3 separate regions of the Mus musculus genome follow, and regions 1 and 2 are each linked to region 3. Evidence: chromatin contacts called from public HiCAR-type and promoter capture Hi-C data. All regions are on one chromosome and are shown on one strand. Each heading gives the region's core, a stretch centred on a gene start, on an enhancer-like site or on the middle of the called end of the contact. The rest is flanking DNA. Distances are from core to core; before and after follow the strand shown. Region 1 holds the start of E130114P18Rik (RIKEN cDNA E130114P18 gene). Region 2 overlaps Gm12694 (a long non-coding RNA gene). Region 3 holds the start of Cyp2j6 (cytochrome P450, family 2, subfamily j, polypeptide 6).

What was found. Promoter capture Hi-C pulls out the DNA fragments that hold promoters and counts their contacts. HiCAR-type assays count read pairs that join an accessible place to other places.
Region 1: a HiCAR-type map of astrocytes shows a contact between it and region 3, with 2.5 times the contacts expected there. The contact joins the promoter of E130114P18Rik here to the promoter of Cyp2j6 in region 3. A contact is called at or near these places in 1 of 39 promoter capture datasets (the 3T3-L1 cell line) and 1 of 115 datasets of contacts at active chromatin or transcription factors (astrocytes).
Region 2: a contact with region 3 is called in a promoter capture Hi-C map of the 3T3-L1 cell line, with 9 times the contacts expected there. The contact joins the enhancer-like site here to the promoter of Cyp2j6 in region 3. A contact is called at or near these places in 8 of 39 promoter capture datasets (the 3T3-L1 cell line, 3T3-L1-derived adipocytes, cranial neural crest and 4 more) and 1 of 115 datasets of contacts at active chromatin or transcription factors (large pre-B cells).

What each region holds. Positions count from the first base shown.
Region 1 is chr4:97,582,212-97,586,565 of GRCm38.p6, forward strand. E130114P18Rik (RIKEN cDNA E130114P18 gene) reads right to left here and starts at 2,380. Exons shown (of 3, transcript NR_015513.2): 1 at 2,337-2,380. It also overlaps a transcript of Nfia not described here.
Region 2 is chr4:95,000,247-95,004,331 of GRCm38.p6, forward strand. The region is part of intron 2 of Gm12694 (a long non-coding RNA gene); the gene reads left to right. Among named protein-coding and RNA genes, the nearest start is that of Gm12694, 23 kb to the left of the region's middle. Within about 2 kb of position 1,340, at least 67 of the 459 cell types and tissues checked have an H3K27ac peak or open chromatin away from gene starts, as enhancers often do.
Region 3 is chr4:96,551,533-96,555,620 of GRCm38.p6, forward strand. It overlaps Cyp2j6 (cytochrome P450, family 2, subfamily j, polypeptide 6), which reads right to left and starts at 2,119. Exons shown (of 9, transcript NM_010008.4): 1 at 1,710-2,119. The coding sequence starts at 1,919.

The DNA of each region.
Region 1 (4,354 bases), core at 1,130-3,629, 1.0 Mb after region 3:
TCGCACTGCTTGCTCTTACCACCCTCCCTCTCTCTGCCACTGTGCAACTGGAGTTCCCAGTAATGCTTGCCCTTGTTTTCCATGGGACGGTATTTGGTGTGGGTTTTTTTTTTTTAATATTAAAAACATTTTTAAGACTGTCAAAGTTTTAAGGTGGAATTCTGTATTTTAGCTATGGATGTCTGCAGATTAAAAGAAAAAGAGCTGTTTGCCCTGCCCCTTGGGTTTCGCGTCTTCTGTCTAGCTTCACACCCTCCTCACTTTTGATTTTTGAGAACTATGGGGTCCATGGTTCTCCTTGGCTGTGAGATTTTACTAGGGATGCATATCAAACCTTGGACTGGTGCATGCAAGCCCTGCCTGTGAGAACCCTTTCATGTCCCAGTAATTGGAATGCTTTAAGTCACCTGTGAGAGTACTCTAAGGCTCCATTCGTCATTTTCCTCAGGGGACCAGAGCTCTGACATCTAACTTTTCCATATCTGTTTATATCGGAGCAGACCTTCCATCTCTAAGAACCACCAACTTCGAGTGGAACGGACCCACACACCCTTTCTTTCCATTTCTCTGGGCACAAGAAAGTTTCAGGAACTCCTAACTTGTAGCTGCAGAACGAGTTAACTCACATGTCATGGTCAACCAGGCCAGACAACCTTTGACTTCTGGGATCTCTAAGGGTTGGGGTGAAGTGGGAGGATGGACAATAGCTCATTGTCACAGGAGACGCTTGTCCTGTGAGGAAGAGAGTCCCAGAATCATTGCTGTCCTCGTTAGGGTGGTGTCCGTTAAGGATTAATTCGTTAGCACCGCATTCCTAGTTTTCCGTAATTATTATTCTTACAGCAAGCGTGAATTCATCCAGGGAGTGAGAAAAAAAAAAAGTTTGCTTCCAGGACAATGAATGTATTATCCGTTCCTAACTGGACCGTGAACTTCAGCTCGTTTCACATAGATATCAGTTTAAGAAAAGGAGAGTGTGTGTGATGTTGTAGGGGGAGTCTGAGGACTGGGATTTCAAAACAGGGCATGGTTCACTGTACGATCTACAGAAAAAAGCACTCTCCCTTCCTGGACAAATGGTGCTATCCTTTTGGCAAGGCGTAGGAATTCGGAAGACTGAGACTTTTAAAAGTGAGCTACTGCAGGATTCTATTCGGCTGCTGCCTGGGACTCAGTATGTCCATTCCAAGGACTTGAGTAAAAGTAGTTGTGGGTATGTGTGTACTTGTCTATTTTCTCTCGTAATTTCTTACCTAGACGTCTGAAACTTTACCAGTGGCTACAGAACAGTATCACAGAGCGCTTTTGGCTAATGAGATTCGCAGTCCTCTATCTCTTACGACCCTGAGCGTATTCAAGGCATTTATTTTCCCATTAGACTTTCTGCCAGCAAGAACAAGGTTTGCTTGTATGAGATGGTCATATTGCTTCGATTCACACAGCTTGTTAAGCACTACAAATGAATTTACTGATTAGATTGGCAATTATTTTCTACGCTAAGTTGTAAGCTTGAAAAAAAGGGGGGGGGGACCTGCTCTCGGGAAAAACATTCTTTTCCCTTACTGTACTTAGGCGGTCCTAGATTTTATAGACTGTTAATGGTAAATCCTGTCATCTTTTTTATTTCTTGCAAATATCACCAAAGGCTTCTCTAGAGCAAGCGCGTTCTTTCTCTCTCTCTCTTTCCTAGTTTGGAAAACTGTAATTTCTTTTCTGTAAAGTTTACTTGGAAGTTGCTCTTCATCTAAAATTATTTTGCAGATGTTTTACCACAGGGAATATAGTGTATAAAAGTGGTGGGAACACTTAGCAATGCATTTGACTCAAGATAAACAATACAGAAAGCTCACACGCTGCTGTTTAGGCTGCATACTGAAAAGAAGTTTCTCGGGACTTCAGTGCCTCTTGATTTTTGCTTTGAATAAGGGGTGAGAAATCTACAAGCTCTTTAGAGAAGATGTAGGAAATACCACAGGAAATAAATCAAAATTTTAGTTCCCTTAAGGGCAATTGCACACCATAGAATTTTAGACCTACCAGTTACAAATAATTCTGATGTAAATTTTCCAGTTTTGGTGGCAAACTAAGGAAAAGCTTTTCTGAAGGATGAAACAACTAATGAAAAGAATACAAATTTTACATTTTATTTCTTTAGTTCTCTCTCCTTGAATAGCCCTCACTCCTTCACCCACAAGATCGCCACCTTACTAGCCCAAACAATTTTTCCAAAGTGAAAAAAAAGGAAAAGAAAACTCCTGGTTTACATCGTTCCTCTAGCAAAAGACAGTTCAAGATCTGAATTTCACATTAAAGGCAAATAAAGCTTTAAAAATTACCTCCTGTGTCATCTGGCTGCTCAGACTCCAGGCTCATAGTGGGAACCTCCGGCTTGGTCCTCCCGGCATACAAAGGCAACTCAGTGAATGCCCCCTCCGCCCATGGAGACTCGGCCTCAGCTGCCAGCTCCGGGATATGCAATTTTGCTTTTTAATGAATCGTAAACAATTTGTATGGCAAATGAGTTTGTTTGTTTTAGTTTGGGGGCATGTGCTGAGCCAGGTTGTACGAGGTCATCACCTATTCCAGGATTTAGGTGCAAATGGGTGGAGCTCTGGGTCACTTTTTAATTTTTTTTTTCTAAATAATAAGGACACACTAGGATAAAAGAAACCAGTCAATAAAAGATTAAGAATAACAAGCCCTCTCCCCCTTCCTTTTCCTCCCCTCCCCCCATAACTGCCCTGGCTTACAGTGGAGTTTTGTGCCCTTTCTAATAACTAGCTGGAAAGCATTTGCATGACGTAACCAACATTTCTTATGGGTATAAGTTTTAGCATTGTCTTTAAAAGACTACTTCCACTTTAAAAAAAAAAAACAGCTATTTTATGATGAAAAATACTGACATGGGACATCTCCAGCATCACTTCTTAAAATTAAAAGTTAACACTTTCCCGAAGGCTATTGGAGATAAGAAATTAGAAAGATAGTTTTTATATGAAAGTGGTGAAAAAAAAAAAAAAAAGAAGAAGGTGCATGGGCTACCCCAGCGTGTAATGAAAACTTTTATTCAAAGCCACCAAGTTGTAAACAACTGAGAGGTTGACAGGCAACTGGGTTCAAGCATGCACATTCTAACAGTAATTACCTTTGGCACGGCCACTTATGAGAAATCTTTTGATATCTGAGCCACTTCTCTAATGCTTTAATCATGTAAATCAAGAAATAGATATTGCGTATCAACTTCATCTCACTGTGTTGTGACATCTCTAGTTGAAACTTTCCGACAGAAAACTAAAGAGAGTACTTGCAAAATTTTTCTTCGCTCCAAATGAATCTGAAATGCCTCAAACGCATACGTATGCTCCAGAAGGGACTCTCCTCTCTTAGAACACCTCCATTCTCCCCATACAGCTTCAAAACGAAGGCAGAATAATTCTTCTCCTGGTCACACTAAGTTAGCGACAAGGGGACAGGGTTGATTATGGGAAAATTTGTCTGTGAATTTCAAAAATACACGTGTCTTTCTTCTATCATTCAAATTTAAGATTTATGATGTCTAAAGCAAAAAAAAAAAAAAAAAGTCCTGGGTGATGCTGCAACCAGCTGTTACTCAGGTCAAATTCCCAACCACTTATTTTGTGACAAATTTTTCTTTTTAGAAATTAATACATTATTTTTCAGTCAATAATTGTTGTTTAACCCAATTGTTTACAACTCAAACTTGTTTTAACAGTAACATGCTTGGGCAAGAAGGATCTGGTATGCCTTGCAGTATAAATATCTATTTTCTAAATATGCATGTAAAAACATGTTTCTGTGAAACCTGCTTTATTCTGCTTACCAATTAGAAGCCATCAATGTGCAGTCTACTTCCACAATGGCTCGAAGCTCCAGGTTCATGGAAACCTCTTGCCTGTGCTTGCTTGAATTCATGTTGTGAGCCACATTTCCCATTTCAACTTTTAAATGATTGTCAACTGAGCAACTTTTCCAAATGACTGTTTTCTGCGTGCCTTTGAAGGTACTGCCTAGTGAAGATTTTTCTAGGAATTGGCACTAGCCTTTCAACATAATGACTGAAATATTGGAAATTGCTTAAATGGTAATAAATGAAAAGATTCAAAAACGAAGAGAACCAGGAAATAATAAAGTGTAAGGTAGTCTCAGTAACTGGGCTAATTTTAGAAAGTCCATGGAATACCTATGTATAGACCTTGAATTTAATGCATTTTTATGCTCTTCTAAAATATCTTTATACAGCAAACTGGCCTGATCTGAGCTAATTATTAAATGAACAACTTTAACTACAACCCACCATTGTATGTAACCATATCATTTCTAAGAATATCCACCA
Region 2 (4,085 bases), core at 90-2,589, 1.6 Mb before region 3:
GAAAGACCAGGAAGCAGGGCCATGTCATAAAGCCTCAAGGACTGCCTCCAGGGACTCACTTCTCAAAGGTCCTGTGGCACCAGACTGTGGGGACTCTCCTCATTCAAACCACAGCACCTCACTAGATGGGGGAAGCTGCTTTCAATGAGAGGCTCATGCTGGGAGTGTTCTCACTGTAGAACCAGAGCAGAGCAAGGGACCTGCCACACAGTGGGAGGATGGGATTTCCCAGGACTGTGCTTCTGCGATTCTGATTGAAACTCATAGCATGTCCACTAAATCCTAGGGCTGAGTCTGTCTGTTCACAGCATTTTGTAGAGTCCTTGGCTCACATGCACAGGCTCTAGGGTCCTGTGTGCTCAGCACTGAAAAATGAATAAGAATAACAAAATGGAGATCATGTGACACAAATGAGGCTGAAATATGATAATAAAAGAAAAACCTGAGGAAGGTATTAAAATAAAACAACATGCACTTTAATAATTACAGGCTGGAGCACATCTGTATGGGATGACAGCATTAATGGTTCTCAGACTGTGATGACATTTTAATTAAATCTTAAAAATGCTACTACTAATTAATACTCATAAAAATACAAAAAAAATTTCTGGCAAAAGGCGGCTGTTATGGAAGCTCCCAATGGTCACTTTCTGCAGGTCACTGATAACAAGATGCTGACAACTACAGACCACCTCTGGCCTCAGACCCCGATTTGAGTACATTATCCAGGGTTAGAGCATCCTTGTGGTTTTTTGAAAGAAAATTAAGACTCAGATTCAGACTCAACTTTTTTACTACATGGCTTGTGCCAGACTTCACAGGGCAAACCTAGTAAAAGTGAGGAATAAGGTCTAGTGCCCATAAAGTATTTGTATATTGGCAGAAGCAGAAAAACAATAAGTTAATCATTTTTAAACCTTCATAAAATGTTATCGTGATGTGAAGCTTGAGGCAATACAAGATTGCCTCCCTGAAATTGCCCCAACTTCCAAAATTCCCTGTCATATGATCATATTCTCTTTACCACAACATGATTAATACAAGTTTTCAGGTCTTCCACATCTCATTCTGACTCGTAGCCAGACTTCAAAAGAAGGTCAGAGAATGGGAGAAATGCCCCCCCCCCCTTTCTCCCAAGTTCATGTTTCCATAAAGCCCGTGGCTGCCTCTCTGCTTCTGTAGGAGTACAGACGGGACACGATGGTATGAGAACTTAATTAGAGCATCTGTTCTCCTGTCTGCTGATGAGGAGTTTGTGATCACAAACAACTCAGACAGGGCCATCAGCAGCCTCTGGAGAGGTACCACCCCCATAGCATTTGTGGACCACACACTGGTGTGTGAGTCACCTCTTAGGATGAGTGAAGGTTGACTCAGCTTCAGAGAGCTTCCTATTGAGCCAGCAGTTGCTCTAAGTCTTGGAAAGAGAACAAAACAACTCTGGGAGGAAATGATCATCTCTTCATCAGCTCTGAGGTCGCTAAAGCTGGAAGAGGGCCTTGCTGCTCACTAGCAACAGATTCATGGTTCTCAGGGATCAGAGGCTCAGATCAGCATCTTCTGGAGGGACAACTTCCTCACTTTCCTCAACAGTGCTCTCCAAGGGCATCTGAGACTTACTTCTTCAGGAATGGTTTCTTTTATTCACTTATTGTATGCAAAATAATCCACACATGCTATTTTATCTCAATCTCAAAACAAGCATGATACCTGATCCCAGAACCCTTCTGGATACCCATTACCACAGGCAGTACTGGACCCTGTGTGTGCTATGTTTCTTCCTATACATTATGTTCCTCTGTGTATGTTCCTATAAATTAGGTATACAGAGAGATTAGTGATACTACTAATAAGATAGAACAAATATAAAAATACTATAAATACTCTTAAAACATGACTTTGTAGACTTTTCTACTTAATATTTTGGGGCTGCGATCTAATGTCACTAAATAAAATTAGATTCTTGGGTAAAGGTGACTGCTGTAAGAGATATTCTATCCCAGTTTCTACTTAACTGATTCAAATTTGAGCATAATTAAACAGCTAAAGAACCCATTAGAAATCCGGGAGCCAGTAAGCAGAGAACTGGCTCCAGCCTTCTTGCCCTCAGGTATGGAGACTCAGTGAATGCCTGGTGTCAGGCAGATCTCTCATTCTTCCTTGAGAACATTCCTGTCCATTTACTGCACATGCACATTTGCCTTGGTTCTGTGATATGTGCCCAGAATGTAATGCCAAGGGTAAGAAATACCGTGCCCCAGTCCTTGACCTTCCACTGTCTAATGATGGGTGTTTGATAAATCCTCTCAGCTTTGAAAAGGGTCCTGAGGAATGAAGTATGAAGCACATCTCGCCTCGTCCATGGTACAGCCCAGTGTGTGCTTTTCCCAAAGGCACGGGCACAGAAAGAACACATCCAGAAAGAATCCCAACTCTCTGGGAAGTAGCTTAGGATGGCACAAATAAGATTGGAATGAAAATGTAGAACTCTTAAAATGCCAGAGACCCGTTTCGTGAATTTACTATTATTTCACAAGCAGAATAGGTGAAGGCATTCTGTGTATGGTGTGGAGGAAGGACATATACCTTGTGAAGTGCAGGTGGTGTTCTTCGAGGTACGATTACAGATACTGCTTACTAATCATTGACTGTATCCTAGGCTTACTTTAATCATTTTATGTGCTAGTACACTCTATGGAGGTGTTGGTGCAGTGGGTCACACTGAGGAACCCTGAAAGGACTTTAGGAAAGTTGTCTGAAGAGCGAAGTCTGCTGTTTATCATATCATCATTGCCATTGTCACAATTCTTTATGAGTTCATTGAGAATTTTATCATATATTTTCCTCATGCACCCCGTCTCTTCCATATCTAACATTTGGGAATTTGGAAGAGAAAGGGGGTCTCACTCTATGACTTTGACTGGCCCAGTGCTTAACTATGAAGACCAGGTTGGACTTAAGCTCATAGTAGTCTTTTGGCCTCAGCATTCTGAGTGCTAGGATTACAAATATGAGCCGCCATGCCTCTCTTCCAAGATCATTAAAAAAAAAAAAGTAAGGTCTGGTATTAAGACTCTGAGTTGCATGATAAAGCTTAAATGAGCATGCGCTGTTTTATTACCAGCTATAATGATATTTCCTGTAAATACATTTTGTCTTACTTATACCTCCAGCTGTGTGGTGATAAATGTACAGGTGTTTCTTCTAGAAAACAGGCTTGAAGGGAAAGGTGACAGCTGACATGTATAAATTACAAAGGGGGTGGGCAGTGGTGACGCACGCCTTTAATCCCAGCACTTGGGAGGCAGAGGCAGGTGGATTTCTGAGTTCGAGGCCAGCCTGGTCTACAAAGTGAGTTCCAGGACAGCCAGGGCTATACAGAGAAACCCTGTCTCAAAAAACAAAACAAAAACCAAAACCACCACCACCACCACCACCACCACCACCACCACCAACAACAACAACAACAACAACAACAAAAAAAACCAAAACCAAACAAACAAATTACAAAGGGAAGGAATTTGACTGTGGACAAAATATGGTATGAGCCCCGTTGGATCTACTGGACGGAGCAACTTTCTACTCTAATGTGAATGCCTGGGCTTAAACTGAGGTGAGGTAACTTTGCATAACTATGCTCATTTCTTCTCTGACAATCTGATAGTTAAGTCACGTTGTGGCAGATGAGTAGAGGTTCTCCTTATCAGTTAAGAACAAAGGATGGGCAAGCTTAGGATTCTGCCCATGGACACAAGGCCCTGAGACAAAGTGCTGAGGGGGAGGGAAGGCTCCCCAGGTGATGGGAGTGTTTGGAGACACAGGGATACCTAACAGTATCTGGAGACTCGACGGCTGATTCAATGGTTATTTACTGAGTGACTCCTCTATGTCAGGTGACACATCATAGAAATAATGTGTGGCTGTCATCCAGAAATTCATTGTTAGAGGTTGAAATATACGTCTGAAATCCCTATGGGGAAGTCCTGATCCCCTGGTACCTCATAATGCGACTGGATTCACCAATAAGGCTTTTAAAAAGGTAATACAGGTAGCAAGAAATGAGTCAGGTGGGCCTTAGTCCAGAA
Region 3 (4,088 bases), core at 869-3,368:
TTAGCTTAGTACTTCTGGAGAAACTAGAAAGGTGAGAATGAAGTGGGGGGGGGGGACATTAGAAACATAAGTGCAACAGAGAGTCATCTAGCGTTATACACTCGGGAGAAAGACAGTGTGGTCAGAAGAAAGACAGAGCTACTGGAGGATGAGTAAGGGCCAGAGACAACAGGCTTTTATGCCTTTGAGTTCCAGCTGCACAGGACACTGAAGAGCAAGTTAGAGTCTAATGTGGTTCTCAGTGTGTGTGAAGACAACATCTGAGACAGCAGTAGCATAGAGGGGAGACAGAGATCTTCTATGCTTGTGGTCACTTTGTTTCCTGTGGAAAATGGTGATAGCAAAATCTCATCAGCTTCCCCTGCCTATTGCATAGCACAGAGCTGTGGCTGGAAGAATGATAAAAGAGATTTAAGAAAGACTGAAGGAGCTGAGGAGGTTTGGAACCTCATGCGGGGAGCAATAGCATCAACCAGCTAATTGTCCTGAAGCTCCCAGGAACTGGACCACCAAGCAAAAAATACACATGGAGCTACCCATGGCTCCTGCTGCATAGGTGGCAGAAGATGGCCTTGTTGGATATCAATGGGAGGATCGACCCTTGGTCTTGAGGGTGTTCAATGCCCCATTGTAGGGGAATGCCAAGGCTGGAATGCAGGAGTGAGTAGGTGGTTGGGGGAGCACCTTCATAGAGGCAGGGGGAGGGGGATAAGATAGGAGGTTTCTGGAGAGTAAACCTGGAAAGGGGGTAACATTTGAAATGTAAATAAAGAAAATATCCAATAAAAGAGAAAGAAAAAGAAAGACTGAATGGGTATAAAAATGCAACTACTCAGAAAGTGTCCAAAAAACACACAGGGAAGGAAAAAGAGAAAAATAAATAGGTTAAAGTAAATATGAAAAAAATATGGGTGTATGCCTTTAAATAGTAACAATCAGAAAGAGTCAGACATCACTAGTAGTGGGAAGTGACAGGGATAATCAAACATGGCTGGAGTATTAACTATCTAAGCAGAGAAAATAACTATAGATAAAGAGAAATATTATGTGGGAAGATGGTCATATACCGAAAGGACACTATTTCAGTCTTTCATGCACACTATGTGCACATAACAGTCTTTCCAATTCAAGCAGGAGAGCTTCCAGAATGGAGTGGAAAAACATGCAGACTTCCTGTGGAGCTGGAGACACCTTTCCCAGGGGTTGAAAAAGTTAGTAGGTGAACATTCAGCAAGGACTTACAGGACAAACAAAGATCAATAAGAAAACTGATTACTTGTAGAAAACTCCAATCAAGAGAAAAACACATTTTGTTTTCTTTACAAGCGCTTTAACAAACTAAGATGAGGTACCACTTCTGTACCCATTTCTGAAATTGAAAGGGATTATTTATCTAGATTTATTATCATTCCGTTAATATGCCATGGTTTAAAGACTTAAAATCACATACAGGGAGTTCTCTGACCCTAACAGAATAACAATGAGAGCAAAGCCCTTCATACAAGAGTAAATAAAAATCTCCAACTATTTGAAAATCGAACAGCTTATATCTTAAAGGAGGACTCACACAGGTTCTGAGTTCTGGATATCAGGTTGTGATCACCAGTCTTTGAACCTGGTCTTCTGTTCTAGTCTCAGTAAGTCCCCTGTTCCTGTAGCTCAGGATTAAGTCAGGACAGACAAAGCAAGACACCCGCACCCCTTCCTACCGGCTGGATTGAGAGGTGGGGCTGCCCAAAGTCCAACTGGAATATGTTGCCCACGAAAGGCAGACCCCAAGGCCCTGGGGGATAGTTCTTGGGGCGCCGGTTTTTGAAGTAATCAGCCAGAAGCAGGAAGGTGACTGCAGCCACCAACAGAGTCCTGGGATGGAGCGCTGCCCAGATCGTGGCTAACAAGGAGCCGGTAGCAGCGAGCATGGCTAGGACTGCAGCTGGTTCGTCTGAGGAATGAAGGTCTGAGCTGCGGCAAGTCCCAGGTGCTAACAACAAGGGCACCCTTCTAAAACCGGTCCCCTCAGTCCCTCCCTATCCCTTTCTGTCCACTCCCCTTTGCTCCTCTGGTTTCCTCCCTGGAGCTGGGCTCTCGCAGGAAGTGACAAAGCTTCTGAGAGTAGTTTCCAATCTGCTGGAACCGGAGAACAGGAGAACCCCTGATCACGTGCACAGAGCTCTTCTCTCCGCCCCTTAGAGCTTTTACCCATTCCTTCCCAAACTTCCCTCCCATGCCCTGCCATGCTTTGCTCTGCCCTGCAGATGCCCAGACTGCTTCTATAGTGGCTAGGTCCTTGGCACTGAGTTCCCACAAGAACATGTAGAAAATACAGTTTTAAAAGGCACCAGTAGATAGTAAAAAGTGAAACCAGGAAATCTCAAGGGGTCCCCACCCTAGAAAAATTATTACAGGCAACTAAAGGCTACTGAAAGGGAGATTTAGTCTTCCCCAGACAGGAGCCTTCTGTTTTTCAATACTAAGTGTCCAGCCCTGAACCCATATACATTTATATTCATGTGATATATATGTATATATAATCAATTAAAGAGGCCATCAATTTGAGAGGAAGTAAGTGGGGAGACAAGGGCAGGATTGGAGGGAAGAAAGGGAAGAGGGTGAAAGGGTGTAATTATATTGTAATAAAAATTTAAAATAATAATTGAGCAGGGAGTGGTGGCACACACCTTTAATCCCAGCACTCTGTAGGCAGAGGGATGCAAATCTCTGTTAGTTCAAGGCCAACCTGGTTTACATAATGAGTTTCAGGACAGGTAGAACTACTTAGTGAGACACTGTCACAAAAAACTCCAGCAGCAGCAGCAGCAGCAGCAGCAGCAGCAGCAGCAGCAGCAGCAGCAGCAACAACAACAACACTAATAGTAATACTAAAAGGCAGTCTAAGATAGATTGTTTTTCAGTCAATAAGTCTTTCCCTCTGAGGAGACAATTGTGGTGGTAAGGTTTGTGATTTGCATGAACCCCAGAAAGCATCACGGACATCTGGGAGCCTGTTCTATAAGCAAACTTTCCCAGTGACTGCAATGTACCTGAGAAACCAAGCTAATCCTAGTAACAGAGTGGCAGGCAACATCGTCACCTCCTTGCAACAGATCACTTTGTTTTAACAGAGCTGTGCTTCGTGCGCCCAGGAATGTTTAATGAACACTTGTTGGAAAAACACTTTTGTCCTGATCATTGTTATTACTATTTTTATTATTGTGGTTCTGGGGACTTAACTTAGAGACCTATAACAGGGCTATTTATTGTAAAAGTAACTGTTTGTTTGTTTGTTTGTTTGTTTGTTTGTTTTTTCAAGACAGGGTTTCTCTGTGTACCCTGGCTGTCCTGGAACTCACTCTGTTGACCAGGCTGGCCTCGAACTTAGAAATCTGCCTGCCTCTGCCTCCCAAGTGCTGGGATTAAAGGCATGTGCCACCACAGCCTGGCATAAAAGTAACTTGTTTGCCAGATTTAATTGTCATCTTGCAGGCTTACTGCTGAACAAATTCACACTTTCTACCTCATTCTTTTTGTTGTAATGTTTTCTTTTATTTTTGCTTGGGAAATTCCTCCTATATTTATAAACAAACAGGCATGTAAAATCACAGTAAATGACAGAATTCATTCATTTTATCTAACTCAGAAAAAATATATCTTCTCAGAAAATTGGTTTGCAATGCATTTTGCATCAAGTACCACACTGTCTTCATACAGCTAAATTTTGTTGAAAGGAATAGAGAAGCTGGAAGCTTAAGTGGTGAGGCACTTTGTAAGTATGATACATAAATTTGGGTGTTTACAAACACATTTTTAAATAAGGAAATATTCAACATCTTTTTTCAAGCATATGCTTATTGCTATTTATGTGGCAATAAGTGTCTTCAAGTATGTACAGAACCTAACTTTTGGCAACATAATATTCTTAAATAATTTTTCATATAATTTTTAAGTCAGGAATGTCCGTGAGACTAGTGCTAAGCCTCACATACCAGTTACTGGGTTTAATCACCTGAGTGTTGTATGTCACCCTTATGGGGAGAAATGAAGAAATACCTCTTCTCTCCAAAAAGTATACCAAACGTCTTAGTATGTTA